Linked DNA regions of Capra hircus: region 1 is linked to region 2. The links are chromatin contacts, called in public Hi-C maps. All regions are on one chromosome and are shown on one strand. The core of a region is the stretch at or near the end of the contact, and the rest is flanking DNA. Distances in the headings are between cores, read along the strand shown. Region 1 overlaps CHD9 (chromodomain-helicase-DNA-binding protein 9). Region 2 holds the start of CHD9 (chromodomain-helicase-DNA-binding protein 9).

Region 1 (2,976 bases), core at 142-2,641, 190 kb after region 2:
TACCTCCACTCTGTCCTTCATCCACAATGTTCCTCCAGCATGTTAGGCTCATTCTGTGCTGTTTCCCAGTGCAATACTCTTTCCCCTCATTTTCCACAGAAGTGCCTGCTCCCATCATGCAGGTCTCAGTGTAGGTTTCACCTCTGCAGATAGGCCTTCCCTGCCCGCTCTAACTTAACCTTATTTTGTCTCATTCATGATGCCTACTAGTATTAAAAATTGTATTTATTTTTAAATTGTATTTCTCCTGTCAATACAGTTTAAGCTGACTGAAGGTGACATCTGCTATCTGTCTTATTGGTGATCATATTCCTAGCCCCAAGAACCTGGGAAATAGTAACAATCAGTGAATATAATTTGTTATTGGCTGATTGGCTCCTCTTTTTCTTTGATCTGATTGAATTCAACCCCCTTGTGATTTCCTAGGAACTGTGATCTTTGAATTAACCTCTTTCATTATTCTCTCCTTCACTGGTTTCTCATTTTGGGTTTTATTTGGATTTTAACGTATTCTTATCTCTCTCAACATACTCCCTCATTCCCTCCAGGCCTTTGCATTCTTGGGGAGACATTCTCTTTCCCATTTTCCTCCCTTCTCCCTCTCTTACTCCTCAGGCAACATCAAATCAGCCTCCCTGTCTTCTCAACTGGGTGCCTTGTCACAGCACTCATCACACGTATTGAAGAGGTTTTGCAGATACTTCTTCAAAAGGGCAGGGATCTGTCTATCTTATTATTGCCATTGTTAGCACCTAGTGAATACTGTTTAAATCTATTTTGAATGAATGATCTGGCCAGGGGAAGTCAGAGGCTTTATGCAAGAGATTGCAGACATTAACAACAGGAGTATATGCACCTTATTGTATTCTTTTCCCCAGCAGTTAATGACACTTAACATGCACATGGTACATTTAAACTATGAGGTATATTACTGAGTGTCCTTTACTAGTCGCTCCATCGTGTCTGACTCTGTGACCCCACGGACTGTAGCCCACCAGGCTTCTCTGCCCATGGAATTCTCCAGGCGAGAATACTGAAGTGGATTACCATTCCCTTCTCCAGAGGAACTTCCCACCCTAGAACCCTGGTCTCCTGTATCGCAGGCAGATTCTTTACCGTTTGAGCTTCAGGGAAGTCTGTAAAGTGAAAGTAACTCAGTCCTGTCTGACTCTTCAGAACTGCTGTACAGTCCATGGAGTTCTCCAGGCCAGAAAACTGGAGTGGGTAGATTTTTCGCTTCTCCAGCAGATCTTCCTAACCCAGGAATTGAACTGGAGTCTCCTGCACTGCAGGCAGATTCTTTAACAACTGAGCTATCAGGGAAGCCTCCTTTGCTCTTTAAAAGAAGGAAAAACCCTTCCACCTCAGATGTCACAGTGTTTTGAGCTTAGAGTGCCACCTGCTGGTTTGTATAGGGAAATACAGTATCTGACCCACTTGATAATTCCCCTTTGGGTATCCTGTCTCCAGTGTTCTTTCCTCTTTTTCCTTTATCATTCTGTGCTTCTGCTTTGATTAATCCTGACCAGGAGTGAAATCAAAACTAAATCTCTTCTTTAACTGTATTTTTTCTCATCTGTTTTTCAGCCTTTGCCATATCATAGGAAAACCTCTCTTCCTCTTTCTGCACTAAACTAAAAAATACTGTGATTGTGACACTTCTGTTTTTAAGCAAAATAAGATATAATGAGATGTGCATTTTAGAATGCTGAAAAATGTTTTTCAGTCTCCTGGCAAAACATGAAAAATAAAAAGTGATTTCCTTATGTTTTATTTACTTATTAAATTTATAACTCTTTCTTTTTCATTGTCAGTGTCTTTTATTTCAACTATATTAGTGCTTAAGTATTAGGTTCTTGTGAATCAGACCAGAAACACTGATCACTTATTTTATATCTGTATGAAAGTTTATTTTGAGTTCCCAAAGATAACCAACTTATAGATGAACTTTTGTCACACAACTTAGGAAACTCTTCATATCTTACATCCCTAGTCCTTTGTTAATTTATAAAATTTATGATGCTAAGATGAAGAGATGAAATGCAACTAAATTTGTGTGTTTTTTATGTGTTGTATCTTTAAATCATATCTGTGATTCTTTGAAAACTGATAATTCATTAATTTCATAGAGAAATTCTCAAGTAGAATTTTGATTCCCTGGGGTATTATGCTGTGCTTAATCACTCAGTCGTGTCCAACTCTTTGCAACCCACTGGAGTATAGCCTACTAGGCTCTTCTGTTCATGGGGATTCTCCAGGCAAAAATACTGGAGTGGGTTGCCATGCCCTCCTCCAGGGAATCTTCCTGGCCCATGGATTGAACTCAGGTCTCCTGTATTGCAGGTGGATTCTTCACCCCTTGAGCCACTAGGGAAGCCCAAGAATACTGGAGTGGGTAGCCTATCCCTTCTCCAGGAGACCTTCCCAACCGGGGAATCAAACTGGGGTCTCCTGCATTGCAAGAAGATTCTTGCCAGCTGAGCTACTAGGCAAGCCCTATTCAATCTCTGCCCCTTTGGCTGTTGAATGCAATATAAGAATGACATATTTATATAAAAATTAATTATATTTGCTAATCCTTATCAAACATTATTAACTCTATGCTAGGCTGAAGGAGACAGTGGCTTGAATCTCTGTGGTAAAGAAGTGAACATTTCAGTCGTTTTATGCATGGCATCTTTCCCTTTTTAGAGGTATATATTACTTTAGAGGTGTGTTACTCACAGAATGTTTCTGGGAAAATGGTAATTTCAAGTGATGAAAGAAAAGAAAGTTATATTTATAAAATTATAAGTGCTGTAGTTGCTTTACATTAATGAAAACCACCAAATTACCAGAGCATCATGGCTTTATCATTGTGTTCTTATTAACTTATCATACTATCATTTTGTGGCATGGTATTATAAACAGCATAAAAATAGCACTTTGAGTGGTTTCATCAAATTATTAATCAAAAACTTGCATTTTTCTCTAGTT
Region 2 (3,261 bases), core at 495-2,994:
AAAACAGACCGGTTGACAACCACAGTCCCCAAAACTCTGTAATTAGTGGAATGAACAGAATACTAGAAGAAGCCAGAGGAGACATTCTTTAGGAAACCTTTAACCTCATCAGGTGATGCCTGGCATCAGAATCGCAGAGGTTATGCTCTAAAGCTAGGTCCTTGCCTGGGCAAGCTTTGGGGCCCAGGAGGGTGGTGTGTGGGGCGGAGAAGGGAGCTCCTGCAAGGCATGAAAGTGACTCAGAGACACTTTAAAGTGACAGAATAGGAAGGTGCCTGTCAGCACTTCTCTGACAGATTCACCTTGACCAGGGCAAGAACTGGCCCCGGGTAGGCTGGGGTGGCCCCTACGACAGACACACACACACCCCCGTCACTCCAGGTGCTGCCCATAGATGATGCCCCCTCCCCCTCCTGTCCTGGATGGCCACTTTGACCAGATGACACCAGGACAGAGAGACCAAAGGCAGAGGCAGGTGGGGGTGGGGGAATGACCCAGGTCTCACTGTCACTAACTGTCTCTAATATTTCCACTTTGGTCAACTTCCCTCCAACTATCACCCCAGAGATAAACTGCCTTAAAACAAGACTTGCCAAACTTGCCTCCATCACCAGGGCACTCTCCACCTTTGGTGCCCTATCAATTGCTATATTAAAAAATAAATAAACCCTGTACTTATTCCACCAAGAGCTTAGTTACATGGGATTGCATCTGCGTGTGTGCTAAAAGTTAATTTGTTACATAAAGGTGAATTCAATAAGGGCAGAGATTTCAAGGTGTTTTGTCCTTCCTAGTATCTTCTATTCATAGGAAAGTGTCTGGCGCATAGTAAGTGCTCAGTTAACATGGGTTGGAGGGGAAAAAATAAACGAAATGTACACACTTTCAATAATTCACCATTTTCCTGATTTTAATAAGGAGCTAACAGGTTCTCAGCCTAGGGCGGTGCTCCCCCAACCCAGGAGACAATTGGAAATATGAAGGGGTGGTTTTGGTTGTCACAATGACTTCAGGGTGGCTACTGGCATTTAGCGCCAAGGAATCAAGAGATGTAAATGTCCCGCAGTGCCAGGATGGCTCCAACCAAAGAAATGTCAATGTCAAAGGCGCCCGGGTCAGAAATATAACCTGCATTGCCAACTCCTTAGGAGCCTGTGTCTCTGGACTCTATACACAGGGTGTGATACAGACTGGATGTTTAATAACAGCGAAAGAGACTGGAGGGAACAGGGAAAGAAAGGTAACTGCTAGGGGGTGGGAGGATAGGAAATGGGGGGTGGCGTGCGGTGGGGTGGGGGTTGGAGGCGGGGCTAAAAGAACGAATCGCTTGTAGGGCAAAGGCCTCCCTGGGTTTGAGAGAGGCCCAGTCCCCTGCATCTTCTGATGCTCGCAATATATTTAAAAGATTCGGCTCTGCCAAATCGGGGTGTACTGAAAGCTTCTGGATGAAAGGCAAGATTCCTGAGTCCGGCCAGGAAAATCCCAGAATGGATCTCAGGCCAGCAGCCAGGGCCTGGCTGCCCCTCCGTGCCCCCAAGAGAAAGTTCAGCAAGTTCAGGTTCCAGTGCCCTCTAGGGAGTGAAGGTGATCCCACCCAGCCGGGATTTGCGCCCAGGGTGCGCAGCGTGCTGGAAAACCGCCCACGTGGGCAGCCGGGGCAGCATTTCCGCCTGGGACCAACCGCTCTCCCACCTCCCCGCCCGGTCCCCGCGCCTCCGCCCCGCGCCCACTAGGTGGCGCCTGCGCTCTAGTGGGCGCCTCTCGGGCGCAGACGAAAGCGACCGCGGAGCCCCGGCGACAGATCGAACCGGAGTCGCAGGATTCCGGGGACCGGAGGACAGCGCCGGCAGCCAAGGTAGGAATTCCCGAGCCCCGGGCGTTTCCTGCGAACCTCTGTGGTCGGGGTGGGCCCGCGGCGGCCGCCGAGGTCGGCTGGCGGTCTCGGTAGATAACCAGACAGGTCGGAGCGGCCGCACGTGTCGTTGCCTGCGGGGACCCGGAGACCCGCCGTCTCCAAGCTGGGCCTCGGGGCACAGCTGGACGCCAGATCGCTCGCACGCAAACATCCTTCACTGGCTGGTTCCTCTGGAGAGCCTGCCCGAATCCCCCAGCAGCCAGTCCTAGGCTGAGAAAAGAGTTACTGCTCCCCAAATCGACTTCAGCGTTGCAGCCGAGGGCTGATCCAAAAGCACCATTTCTCCAACTTGCCTGCACGCTGGAATCGCTTGGGGGAGCATGAAAAAACTGCCGATGCCCCGTAGCCCTCCACCCAACCCCGCTCTGAGGCTCAGATGGAAGTAGTCTGGGTTGGGGCCTGGACCTCTGGATATTTCAGAGCTTCCCAGGCGATTCCAACTAGCAGCCAAGGGTGAGGACCCTTGACCCAAAGGGTTGGAGGAAAAGGAAGACGGTTGTTGCAGCCCACAATGCTGATTCTCCTCCTCCTCCTTCTTCAGGGAGTCTTTTAAGCAGGAAATATCTCCGCCTTTGAGCTGTCAAAGCCAAGATAACAAACCAACATCCTCCCTCCCAACAGGGCTGGTACTGAAAGGGTTGAACTCGAAAGTGGGCAGGGAACAGAAAGATACAGATGTAGAATATGAGGGAAGACTCTTGGGGAAAAGGGAGCTTGTCCTTACCCTGATCCCATAGAAGTTCAAGGGGCCTCCTGGAGCAGCCCTCATCATTTTAGTAAATGCTATGTTTACAGTGAGCCTAGGCTTAGAGTTCCCAGAGCCAGCCCTCCCTGGGCTGTCTGGCCCTCAAAAACTCATAGAATCACCCTTAGCCTCAGTTTCTTCATCTGCAAAATGGGTATGATTGTATAAAACTCTTAGATTTGCCATGGAATCTATTGACCACAAGAGGTAATGTTTCCTAAGTGCTCATCTGTGCCTGGCATGATGCTAAATGCTTCCTGTGTGTGGGCCACAGCTACTCCTCACCGTGACCTACAAGGCGTTAACTATACTAACTACCCCGTTTGATAGCCAAGGAAGCTGGGGCTCTGAGAGGCCAAGGAACGTGCTCAGAGTTAAATAATTAATTAGAAGCAGATCCTGTGTTTGAACCCAGGCAGTATGATTCTAGAGCCCATGGCAAAAGTACAATGAGTTGCTGTTTCCCTTTTTGGTGGAGGGAACATAGAAAAAGCACGTTACACAGGGCAGCTCATGGTGCCTCCTCCGCAAACACTAGCTGCCATTGCTTCCAGTGGAGCACTTTCACAGAACTGCCTCCTGGGTTCATTTAAACTGGATT

Evidence for each region. Hi-C and Micro-C count contacts between places; a contact is called where the count stands out from the background.
Region 1: a Hi-C map of blood shows a contact between it and region 2, with 4 times the contacts expected there. The contact joins the enhancer-like site here to the promoter of CHD9 in region 2. A contact is called at or near these places in 2 of 5 Hi-C or Micro-C datasets (both in blood).

The regions. Positions count from the first base shown.
Region 1 is chr18:23,118,685-23,121,660 of ARS1.2, forward strand. All of the region lies in intron 24 of CHD9 (chromodomain-helicase-DNA-binding protein 9), which reads left to right. Among named protein-coding and RNA genes, the nearest start is that of RBL2, 51 kb to the right of the region's middle. Within about 2 kb of position 1,392, at least 3 of the 5 cell types and tissues checked have an H3K27ac peak or open chromatin away from gene starts, as enhancers often do.
Region 2 is chr18:22,928,546-22,931,806 of ARS1.2, forward strand. It overlaps CHD9 (chromodomain-helicase-DNA-binding protein 9), which reads left to right and starts at 1,745. Exons shown (of 39, transcript XM_005691975.3): 1 at 1,745-1,855.